Linked DNA regions of Mus musculus: region 2 is linked to region 1. Evidence: chromatin contacts called from public HiChIP or PLAC-seq data. All regions are on one chromosome and are shown on one strand. The core of a region is the stretch at or near the end of the contact, and the rest is flanking DNA. Distances in the headings are between cores, read along the strand shown.

Region 1 (5,565 bases), core at 769-3,268:
GGAGCAATGGGGCAAAAGCCCCAAACTGGAGATGGCAATAGACCCAGACAAGACCCTTGGGTAGTCCTTCAAGACAATCCCCACTCAACACCACTTAAGCTATTTCTCCTTCAGTGGCTCCCAATAAAAGCCAGTGGAGGCTGTGGTGTATAGATACCCACCCCCAGTCAGGATTTCAGATGGGACTTGGTACTGGCTTAAGGGGTCTCACTTCTCTCTGTCCCCTCCAGAGTCCTTTCAGCTGCCCTTAAGGGGTCATCAAGAGCCCTTCCTTCAGAAAGCCCACCCCTGCCCCATCTCCCTATTCATCAAAATGTAATAACATGACTTTACCAGGAAACCAGGTGGTGATGGCACACGCCTTTAATCCCAGCACTTGGGAGGGAGAGGCAGGCAGATCTGAGTTTGAGGCCAGCCTGGTCTACAGAGTGAGTTCCAGGACAGCCAGGGCTACACAGAGAAACCCTGTCTCACACCGACCCATGCACACCAAAGAAAGAAAGAGAGAGAGAAAGAAAGAAAGAAAGAAAGAAAGAAAGAAAGAAAGAAAGAAAGAAGGAAGGAAGGAAGGAAGGAAGGAAGGAAAGAGAGAGAGAGAGAGAGAGAGAGAAAGAAAGAAAGAAAGAAAGAAAGAAAGAAAGAAAGAAAGAAAGAGAGAGAGAGAAAGAAAAAAGATCTACCAGGATTGATGGTGCTTAGAGTCTGGGATTCCTCCCAGACCAGGGAAGAAAGAAAGATGCCTCCAAGGGATCTCTCACGCTCTTTCCTGGGATCAGCAGTCAAAGCAAAGGCTTTGGCTGAGTGGGGCTGGCTTCTTTAGTATTAAAGACTGTTACTTGGGAACTCAGTGTCTAGTTAACCGAGAAAGTCGCTTTCATCATCCACTGTGGGTGACAAGCTCTGTGTATTAACTCACTCCCACAGACTGGGCTGGCTCCCCTGACTTTTGTCTCCACTTTAGGGACGAGACTGAAGTAAGGGAAGCGTCTGTCATGGGCCTCTGTTTGGCCGCACTGAACAAACTGCGCTGTGATCTGAAAGCCAAATACTCCCCTGTTCCCTCCCAGCCTGCAGATTGGGACCCTCGGTGTCACCATGTCCCACTTGTGACCACGGTGAACCCTCACTGAGCACAGTAGGGTTAAGAATGGGTCAGAGTCAAGCCACCCACCTCGGTACCCGACTCCAAGGGGTCTATACTCTGAGCAACCTCTGGAGTGGGGAGGGGTTGGATTTTCAGGCAGGAGCTGTCCTTGTCCTTACAGTCTCTTGAGCCATCCCCATCCCTACAGTGACAGCTGTCAAGTCTTCTGTGGTTTCCATGAATGAGACAGGAAGGTATTCCTGTCAGCAGGGATCTATACATACCTTAGTCTTTCAATGGGTTCCTTGGTCTTCCAGAAGCTCCTGAGAGGTTCCTAGCAAGGAAAAGTCAGCATGATATGGATCCAATCGGGGCTCTGCAAGTCCAAACAGTGCCTCTACCTTAGGACACCATGCCAGGCACTGCATACATGCCAGAGGAGCCTCCTTCCTCTGCAAACTATGCCCAGTGCCAATGCTGCTGGCCCAAGGAGCTGCCACGTGCTCCTTCCTTGCCAGCCCAGCTAGTCAGAGCAGGGGTGGGGGGTGGGGCAGCCAGGCCCCCAGCCTGCTCCTCCTCCTTCAGAACAGGTACTTCATTAACCTGCCCTCTGGCCTCTGCAGCTCTCTCCCTCAGCTTTCCAAGGGCCAGGGCACAGGACACAGGGAATGAGAACTCAGTCACAGACCTGAGGCCTCAGACACAGGGCCCTTTTTTAAGGCAGCACTAGAAGGGTATGAGAAAGAGCCCAAGAGGGGAAGACACTCTGCAGAGCCCTCTCATAAGGGACCCCCCCTCCTGCCCTCCCACAGTTATCCATGGCCGTCCCATCTACTCCACGGTCTTTCAACCAGAAGAAGAGGGAGGTCCCAGCTAGCAAGCAGCTAGCTCCAACCCTGCCCATGAAGGGGCTGTCGGGGACACTGCCCCTCCCTTCTTTCCCAGGCTGCATCTGGGTCTAGCTGAACAAGCCACCCACTCCCTTGCTGCTGGTCCGGACTACAACCGGGGCAGGAATGTTCCTCCCACCACCCCAGCTTCCTGGACAACCCAGCTGGGACAGCTGCCAAGTGGGCAGTTCTCCTGGCTGGCCAGCAGAGAAGGACTGTGAAACCAGAGCCCAGCTCTGTGGATGACCTCTTTCTCGTATTTCCTTCCTCATCTCTAATCCAGGGGTCTCCATACTGCTGTGATGACCCTGGGCATCCTGCCTTCCCAACCTTGCCTACCCTGGTTCCCCACCCCCGAAGCCAGCTCCATCTGTAGTTGGCTGTGTAGGTAGACTTGAGGCCCCTGGTGAGATCATCTTGGCACTAGTCTATGTTTCCAACCCCAGCTTGCTCACTCCTGGGATCAGACAGGCTATGGAGGAAGTCAGGCAGCTGCCCATAGTCTGTGCCCATTCCAGGTGTATGTTTCAAAACCTCTGGATATCCAAAGAATCAGAGGAGGTACTAGAGATGGGGTGCTGGAATTCACAACTAGATACTTTTACTGGCACAGAGCTGTCCATCTATGTGCCTTGCTGTCAGCTTGTCTCTAACGTACATTTACTGAGCACCTACTGCATACAAAGTAGCTCCTGGGAACCCAGGTCTGGCATCCAGGGGCTTATGAACCAGAAAGCAAAGATGGAGGGAGGGGCCCCCTCATGGCTGCCCACGGAGCTGCTCATTTCAGAAAGGGAGCAGAAACTTTCTGGTTAACCACTGTTGCCAAAGGTCTCAATCTCTGCCTTGAGGCTGGTTGCTGGCCCCACCAGCATGAGACTTCTTCGGGACAATGTGGGATCCCGAGATAAGGGACCCCTGACCTGCCCACGTGTAGCTTATCCCAACAAACCCAAACAAAACTGAGGTCAGGCTCTGCTCACCAGACAAGCTGACTAGAGAGAAGGAGGTAAAAACCTTGCCTAAGCCTTCTTCTGTGTCCCAGCCTCCGTGGTGTGTGAGGGACAGACACCTAGTTAATATAGCCCTGGGGCAATGGCTGGGCCAGGCAAACTCTAACAGTTGCATAATCACCAGGACTTTGGACAGGGGTGGTGGCTGCAGGCTGGGACTGGTGGCTGGTCAGCACTGTAGGAGTTGTTGTTGACCCCAGCATGTTATCCTGCGCAGGTCAAGGAGAGGGAGGCTGTGCCCATGAGTGCTGAAGGGCACAGCTCATATCCAGGGTCTAAAGGGCAAGGTCCTTCTGACACTGGCATGGATGTAGGCTGCTCTCCTCATCTCTCCTGCCACCAGGCAGAATTGTGGTCCAACCTACCCTATCCCATCCTCCACCCCGCCCTACTCCCACAATCCCATTCCACCTTATTCCCCCTTTGTTAGACTAGAGTCACAGAACTTATGGAGTGTCTAAGGGGATTTATTGTAACGACTTACAGTCTGCAGTCCAACTAACCCAACAATGGGCAGCTGCGAATGGGAAGTCCAAGAATCTAGTAGTTGCTCAGTTCCAGGAGGCTGGATGTTTCTGTTGGTCTTCTGTGTAAGCTGGAATCCTGAAGAAGCAGGTTCCAACAGATGTGCTAGCAAATAATTGCAAGCAGGCGAAGAAGAGTGAGTCTTTCTTCTCCCAATGTCCTTATGTAGGCCTCCAGCAGAAGATTTGGCTCGGATTAAAGGTGTGCCACCACCATGCCTACACTTAAACCGTTCTTTCTTAGAACTTGCTCTGTCCCAGGCTGGCCTTGAACTCAGAGATCTGCTTGCCTCTTTTTCCTGGGATTAAAGGCATGTGCCACCTTGCCTGGTCCTAAGCTTTCATGGCCACTCTGCCTCAAGACCTGGATCAAAAGCACGTGTCTTTCAGCCTCAAGATCTGGATCACAGATGTGCCGTCATTTCTGGATTACAGTTCATTTCAGATATAGTCAAGTTGGCGACTGAGAATAAAGCCATCATATCACCCCACACTACTGTCAGTTTTATAGCATTCTTAGAACTTTCTGATTTTTTTTGACTCTCCTAGTTTATGGGAGGGGCATGGTTACAAAAAACAAAAGTAGCCCTGTGGGTAGAAAAGGGGGTGGGGAGGATCTTGGGGGTTATAAGAAGATTGGGTATCTGGGAGGAAGGGAGCCTGTAGGCTGGACTGGGGAGCTTTGAAATGTATAAGTACTTGTGAGTAGGGGTTGAGAGCACTTAAAGGCTAGCATGGACCTGGATAAGCTGATAGGCATCACAGGCATATGTTAACAGGAGAACCATAGGCCCCTTTTGCCAGAGAGAAGGGTAAGTGGGAAGCAACTTCACAAGTTCCTGAGCAATGCTGGCTTTTATATCTAACCACCAGAAATCCTCCTATATCTGGGTTAAGCTCATTTCTGGACATTCGGACTGCCTTTTGGAGTTTGGGGGTTGAGTTTCCTTTGGCGAGGACACTGGAGCTCACCAGGAAGGAAGCACACTACAAGCAGAGTCACCGTTGATTCCATTCTCCAGGGTGGGGGGCTAGCTCCCGGCCACAGCCTTACCCAGGTGCACAAACTCAGCAAGGTTTGTGGCAGACTGGCCTCCCCTGCCCTCAACACCCTGAGACTTCCTTCTAACCCAGCGGGCTCCTACCTGCTGAACAGCCCTGCAGGGCTGAAGGGTTGCAGACCACCCCTAAGGGGGTACAAGTCCCTAGCAAGAAGGTGCTGGGGGGGGGGGGAGGGTCTTCTCCAAACTCCACATGTGGCCCTGCAAAGAGGACACTAGCAACAAGATGGGCCCTCTCTCTGACCCACTCAGAGGAATGTATAAACTGACATGACAGCGTCGTGGTGTAGCTATTAGAGAGAGAACAGCCAGAGGTAACTGTGAGCGTCCAGAGCAGAGAAAGAAGTAAATTGAACATGGACAGTAGATGGAACCTGGCCATGAAAGGCACATGAAGGGAGGGATGGAGAGAGGAAGAGAGGGAGGGAGGGAGGTAAGGAGGGAGGTAAGGAGGGAGGGAGGGAGGGAGGGAGGGAGGGAGGGAGGGAGGGAGGGAGGGAGGGAGGCATAGTAGGGTTATAAGGGGAAGGAGTAGCTGAGGGAGGGAAGTCCTAGCACTGGAGGGAGTTTAGGGTAGGATAGGAGGTTGGAAGAGTAAGGAAATATTACATTGTTACACTTTGAAACCTATAACAGGCACTTGGGACACTTGAGAGCCAGGAGGCCAGCATGTACTTTGATATGCTAATGCACACTAGATAGCCATTTATCCCTTTGGGCTTTTGGAGTTTGGAGAAATGGAGTCTCCTTGGGGCTTGAGAAGGAAAGGGTGCACAGGAGCCTGGATGCTCTGCGAAGCTGCTCTGAGCAGTGTGGGTGTGAAGGAGCTAAAGGGGCCAAAGGGCAGCTGTGCGTGCGTCCTCTCAGCGGCCCCTCTCATTGTACAGATGAGAAAACTAAGGCAGGACAAAGCCTTTGGGTGACATGGGGGTTTTTGTTTTGTTTTGTTTTGTTTGCTTTTCTTTTGTTTGTTTGTTTGTTTGTTTGTTTTTA
Region 2 (5,873 bases), core at 960-3,459, 180 kb after region 1:
GCTGCCTAACTCTTCTCTCCACCTCCCAGATCCCTTTAAAGAGCGACCCCCGAAGGGCGGGCCACATGCCTCGAATTTGCTTAACTCTCGGCCAAGTTCCCTTCAAGGGGCCAAGAAAAGCAGCTTCAGCCAGCAGAGCGGACATTTTCCTGCCCTGCCCTGCCCTGCCCTGCGGCCAAACGCGTGTCTTGGCCTCCACAAAGGCCACACTGGAGCGACCACCGAAGTGGGGGCAATGAGAAGGCGAAGAAGACTCCAACCCAGAGGCTATCCAGGAAGGCCCCCGAGGCAGCTGGTCCTGGGCTGGGGTCCGGGAGGAGGCGCAGGCCAGAGAGGGGGCGGCGCCCGGCCCTCCCGCTCCCTCCGGCCGTAGCACCCCACCCGGCCCGGCCCCTCCGCCGAGCTGCGGGTAACAGTAGCCACCACTCCACCTCATCCTTCAACGGCTCCAACTCAACCTCCATGGGCTCCGGTCGTCTGGCACGCAGCCGGGGACGTGACCCCCAGCGTGGCACGCACCCGGTTGGAAGGGACACTCGGGGACCCGGGCCTAGACGCAACACTGCAGTGCTGGGCGTTACACCGAGGCTGGAGTCGCCCTCCACCAGGCAGCCGTAGACTGGGGAGCCGGCGCACACAAACCGTTCCCGCGGCGGTGGTAGCGCGCCCTAGACTGGGGGACTTTAGCCAACTTCGCGCCTTCGGGGACCGCCGCTCTCTAGAGCGGGAAGAGGAGACCGGGATGTGACCTGCTCTGCACTGACCCCTGAGCCAGAAGCTCCGGCCAGAGAACCTGGGCCTCCCGCGGCCCACGCTCCAGTCAATGCGCCCCTCAGATCGCACACCCGAGTCCCTCCTGCAGTGCCGGGACCCTCACCTGGGACATCTGCGGCCGGAAGTTGATGTCCTTAAGGTCGATGGAACCGGGGGAGAGGTTGTGCAGCAGCTGGCACAGAAGGACGCCGTCGCGCAGCGCCTGCGCCAGGTCGAAGACCACCGCCGAGGGCCACACGACGCGGTGGTTGGGCGGCAGGACCTTGCAGTCGATGAGCCAGCGGCCGCATTGCCGCCACTGCTCCATGGCGCCCGCGGCGCCTGTGCGCTCGCCGCTGCGGCCGCTGGCCAGCTGGCTCAGGGTAGCGCTCCGGCCAAAGTGCGGTGACCGCGGGGCATCCCGCCCGCCCGCGCGGGGCTCGGCCGCCGGGGCGGGGCTTCGCGCAGGCGGCCCCGGGTCCCCGCTGCGCGGCCGCACGGCCCTCCTCTTCCTCCTCCTCCTCTTCGGGCTACTAGCCGGCCGCCGCTCCCGCCCACGTGCGGCCAACCGGCGCTCGCGGGGCAGCGTGCGGGGTCCCTCTTTCACACACACAAGTCCGCTCGTGCTCCGGCCGGGGCTCCACGCCTCCTGCAGTCGCAGCGCTTCTCGATCCGCCCCTCTGGGCGCCGCATTCTGAGCTCCGGGCGCCCCGCTTCGGCCACCGCTCCTGCCCCACCCGAGACAAAGGCGCAGCGGGTCGCTCGCTCCCTGCGTCCGGCGCCTGAGCTGCTCGCTCCACCGTCGCTTTGTTCGCCGGGCCCGCGGGCTCTACGCCACTCGCGGGGCACTGGGACTCCGAGGCTCCGCGGCTCCTAGGCGCTGGGGGTGCAGGGGGCGCGGCCACGGCCGGGCGGGGCCGGGGGCGGAGCTGGCACCTTCACCCGGCACCTCCCCGGAGACCCAAGCACCGCCTCCAACCCGTCCTCCCACTTCCTGCCCCTGGGCCGCCAGCGAAAGTTGAGGAAGGCGGGGCTCCTGAGCAGGCTCCCCGCCCACGACTTTCCCTAGGTGCACGTGGAGGCTGGAGGTCTTTCTTGCGGTGCGATGAGGCCGCCGCACGGCAGAAGAGACTAGAAGATGACCGCGGTAACGCTGGGTGCCCTTGCAGGGTCTTTCGGCAAAGATAGACCCCAGAACGCGAACCAGGCTGGCCTACACACCCTACGCCCCTATGGCCTCTTCCAGTCCTCTGTCCTTGCCAGGGTCCGCAAGACACTCCGCCTCCACAATAACGGAGAGAGGGGGAAAAAAATCCTTCACTTTCAGCCCCCTTGATTGTCTAGTGGGAGGTGCTGGAGAGATAGACCGTGTTGTGTCCTGAGGACATTGTGACAGTGGGAGGGACTTCAAAAGCATAAATAACTGATTTTTGTGATTAAAATTAATTTGCTCTGGACAGTATCAGGAGCTGTGGGTTCTTGGTAAAGAAGAAGGGAACCCCACAAAGCCAAGTCTTCTATGAGACTGGTGTCATGAAAGGGAGCTAGAAGAGAGGAAAGTGACCAGTTTCCAAGAGCCGAGCTTTTGTGGGCGGTGTTCTGTCAGCCCCTGCCTCTCTCAGTTTACCTGGGCCAGGGAAGGATGACAGATCTGTCCCCTGCACCCAGGGAAGTCCCTCCCAGAAAGGCCTCTCTCTGCAGGAAGTCCCATCACCTGCCCCACCTAAGGAGGAAGCATGAACCCTAATCCTAGAGATCCGGCAGAGAAGCCAGGTAGAGCCTTCAGCCCCTCTACTTCACCTCTGAATAGCTTCAGGGGAAGGACCTCCTGCGGACTGGGGGTTAAATCGTCCAAAGCACAGGGCTACAGGCAGACCCTCCAGCATCTCCCTAAGAGTCATTCAACACCCTGCACCAAAGGGAGGAAAAAGAAAGAAGGAAAGAAAGGAGATTGCAAAGCTGAAAGCAAAGCACCCTGCTAAATGCTGCTGCATTCATGCCTTGGCGTGTGTACCCAGGGAGCTCTCTCACAGAAAAGAGGCCTCTGTGCTCCCAGCACTCCAGCCTTCCTGCCTCATCAGAAGCTAAGACCAGGTCTAGGACAAACGAATTTTGCCATCCAATCAAGCGTTCGTCTGCTGCCCCCTGGTGGTCTTGAGGGCAATGGCATCAGCTGACAGCCTAGATGCTACAAAAGAGGGGTCTGTCTGTCTTTGAGGGGCTGTAGTGCAGAGCATATAGTGGAGTTAGCATGTCAGTCCTCCAAGTCAGAAGATCCAGGCCTCCTGGCACCAGCAGAACTCTCTGGTACCCAATTCCTTATCTGGCTAGTGGGGACATCACTCATCTCGGAAATAATAGAAAGGATGAATGAAGAAAAGCTGGGTGGGAAGTATTCCAGGTGTCTGTTGTGCATGTGTAGGTCAGAGTTCACGAGCTCAAAACAAACATGCGGAGGACTGGTAAAGGGGATCTTTCTCCTCACCCATTCTCTCAGCCCAGAACTGTTCACCAGGATTGCCCTCTGGAAGTGTCCAAGAGAAGTGTACCTCCCCACTTTGGTCATGAGCACCACTGAAAGCCACTTGTGCTGAATACCAGAGCTCTGCAGTGAACTGAGCAGACGAAACCCTGAGGTAGGAACTGTCAACCCCAGCCACATGTCTGGGATGTGGGAAGTGGGCCACCAACTAACCATGCACGAGGCTTCAGAGAAGAATGCCCCTGGAAAGGGGTAGCAGGTCTCCTGGGAGCTCTTACGGGATAGGGGCAAGCATGGCTATGGAGAGCCAGGCCTCGTCCAGAGGCAGTTCTACATCATAACGGAACTAAACATCTCTGTCTTCCCAGTCATGAGCTGGTCAGCTACAGCGTATTCTTTTATGGACTCTGATGTTAACTCCCCACTTCTAATTTGCCAGCAAGTTTCAGATTCTGAGCACTGCCAGCTCTGCCACCACCAAGGTCTATGTTCCTCCCCTTGGGTTCCTCAGCAGCCCGCTTCTACCTTGCCTTTCAGTCTGCCCTCCACAGCCAGCAAGGACCGAACCAAATCTAGATGCAACCCTGTCACTCTGTGACAGCACAAAACAAGCCCTTTGTGGTACTCAGCTCTCTAAAGATAAAATCTTTAGGCCTAGGGCTCTTTAAAAGAACACTGTTTGACAAGCATGAGGCCCCATCTCTAGCCCTTACAGCAGCGATTCTCAACCTGTGGGTCTGGACCCCTTGGGGCTAGGTTGCCTAAGACCATTCAAAGACACGGATATTTACATCATGAATCATAACAGTAACAAAAATTAGTTTTGATGTAACATAATATAATTGCAGTGAAAAATAATGTTATGGTTAGAGGTCACCACAACATGAGGTTGTGTTCAATACAGTTGTATTAAAGGGTCACAGCAAGCCGGGTGTGGTGGCGCACTCCTTTAATCCCAGCACTCGGGAGGTAGAGGCAGGCGGATTTCTGAGTTCGAGGCCAGCCTGGTCTACAAAGTGAGTTCCAGGACAGCCAGGGCTACACAGAGAAACCCTGTCTCGAAAAAACAAAAAGAAAAAAGAGAAAGAAAGAAAAGAAAAGAAACAAAGGGTCACAGCATTAAGAAGGTTGAGAACCACTGTCTTAAAGGAAAGGAAAAAGGAAAAAAAAAATGGCAGAATCTCTGCCGTGCAAACCCCCTATGACACAGCTTCCTTCTCTGGCTGCATCTTCTATGCCGCTCCTAGTTTTTTGCACTTCCAGTTTATCTGCCTAGAATTCTTCTACCAGAGAGAGACTTGACCAAGACTCTGGCTAGCAGAAAATGGATTTGAACTAGGTTCTCAACATGGAGTCCATTTTCCCATTGCTCCCAGCAGAGCTGTTTGTTTTTACTCCAGGCTGACCTGACCGTAAGGCTTAGGTGTCAGCAGGAGAGAAATCACAGAACACAACCTGTCTCTGCCCTCCAGGGCTCCTGCAGTGTCCCAACGACCCCCACGGTGAAACACTGGTCACCTGGCAACGCCAGGACAGGTCTCTGACCAGATCGCAAGTACCTCTGAGCACACAGCTGCCTCAGAGAAAGCATCTACAGACACTGGACTGTCCCAGAAACTGAGGGCCTCCCCTCCAGACCAGTCATTTTGACTCTTGGTTCATGTGTCCCCAACAAACACCCAGACACATTGCATGCTCTCTGTGCTTTTCATCAAAAAGGCCACCATCGAAGGTCTCTCGCTCACAGGGTCCAGCAAGGCTTCGAATTCAAAGGAATACCAGCATTGGCCTTCCTTTTCTCTACCACCTGGTCTACAGCCCTGAACCTTTTTTTACATCTTTTTACTGGTCCCTCAATCCATCTACCTGGCCCTTTGGATACTTAGCCTCTGATCTACTTAGTCCTTCATTCCCCTGCTCAGCCCTCCCGTGTCCCTTCCCTCTGTCTTTCCTTTCACATGGCTCAGGCCAGCCTCCCACCTGTCCATCACTACCTGCCCCACTCCTACCCACCCACTTATTACCTGCATCCACCCACGCAACCTACCAACTGGACCATACTGACTGCGCCCTGGCTTCCTTTCCGGAGAAGGGGAAGTGGATGTTTTGGTGGAGTGAGGGATTTCTTCTCACATCCAACCCACATGAACACACATTTTGCAAATTCCATTTGGAGCTCCATCAGGCAAATTCAGCTGTCACAATTTCCCAGGAAATTATAGGTGTAGGGAAAGACCATCTGGCCCGCCCTAGAGACGGAGCACGCCTTGCCTTGCTGGGTGATGGGTGTGGGCGCTCTTGCTTTTCCTTTGAAAAGACAAAATGGAGACTTTTCACTGCTTGTTGCTTCAAATTCAAATTTAAGCCAAAGGCCACAGTCTAGAGACTGACCACTTCACTGAGGTCTCTGAAATCTTGCTGTGACACAGTCGTGACTTGGGCACCTGCCGATGACTGTGCAAACCTGAGGACAGCTCCCCTGAGACCTGTCCTGAGGCTTTAGAGGCTTCTGAGAAGACCCTATCAGAGAGCACTGGGGCCAGGACACTGTTCAGCTCTCCGCATGAGGCTTAGAGGCAGAGTTGGGGTGGCTCTGATTTCCACAGGAGCCCTCATCACAAAGCCACAAGCCACCCGG

The links. HiChIP or PLAC-seq counts read pairs in DNA pulled down with a chosen protein or histone mark.
Region 2: an H3K4me3 HiChIP or PLAC-seq map of embryonic stem cells shows a contact between it and region 1, with 27 read pairs. The contact joins the promoter of Vav2 here to the promoter of Sardh in region 1. A contact is called at or near these places in 4 of 39 promoter capture datasets (the 3T3-L1 cell line, Sertoli cells, embryonic stem cells and 1 more), 1 of 15 datasets of contacts at CTCF or cohesin (embryonic stem cells), 6 of 484 Hi-C or Micro-C datasets (the N1E-115 cell line, bone marrow-derived macrophages, embryonic stem cells and 2 more), 11 of 115 datasets of contacts at active chromatin or transcription factors (the 230-238 cell line, embryonic forebrain, embryonic hindbrain and 7 more) and 4 of 9 other capture datasets (adipose tissue, embryonic stem cells, liver and 1 more).

Annotation. Positions count from the first base shown.
Region 1 is chr2:27,245,285-27,250,849 of GRCm38.p6, forward strand. It overlaps Sardh (sarcosine dehydrogenase), which reads right to left and starts at 2,019. Exons shown (of 21, transcript NM_138665.2): 1 at 1,369-2,019.
Region 2 is chr2:27,425,399-27,431,271 of GRCm38.p6, forward strand. It overlaps Vav2 (vav 2 oncogene), which reads right to left and starts at 2,210. Exons shown (of 28, transcript NM_009500.2): 1 at 878-2,210. The coding sequence starts at 1,081.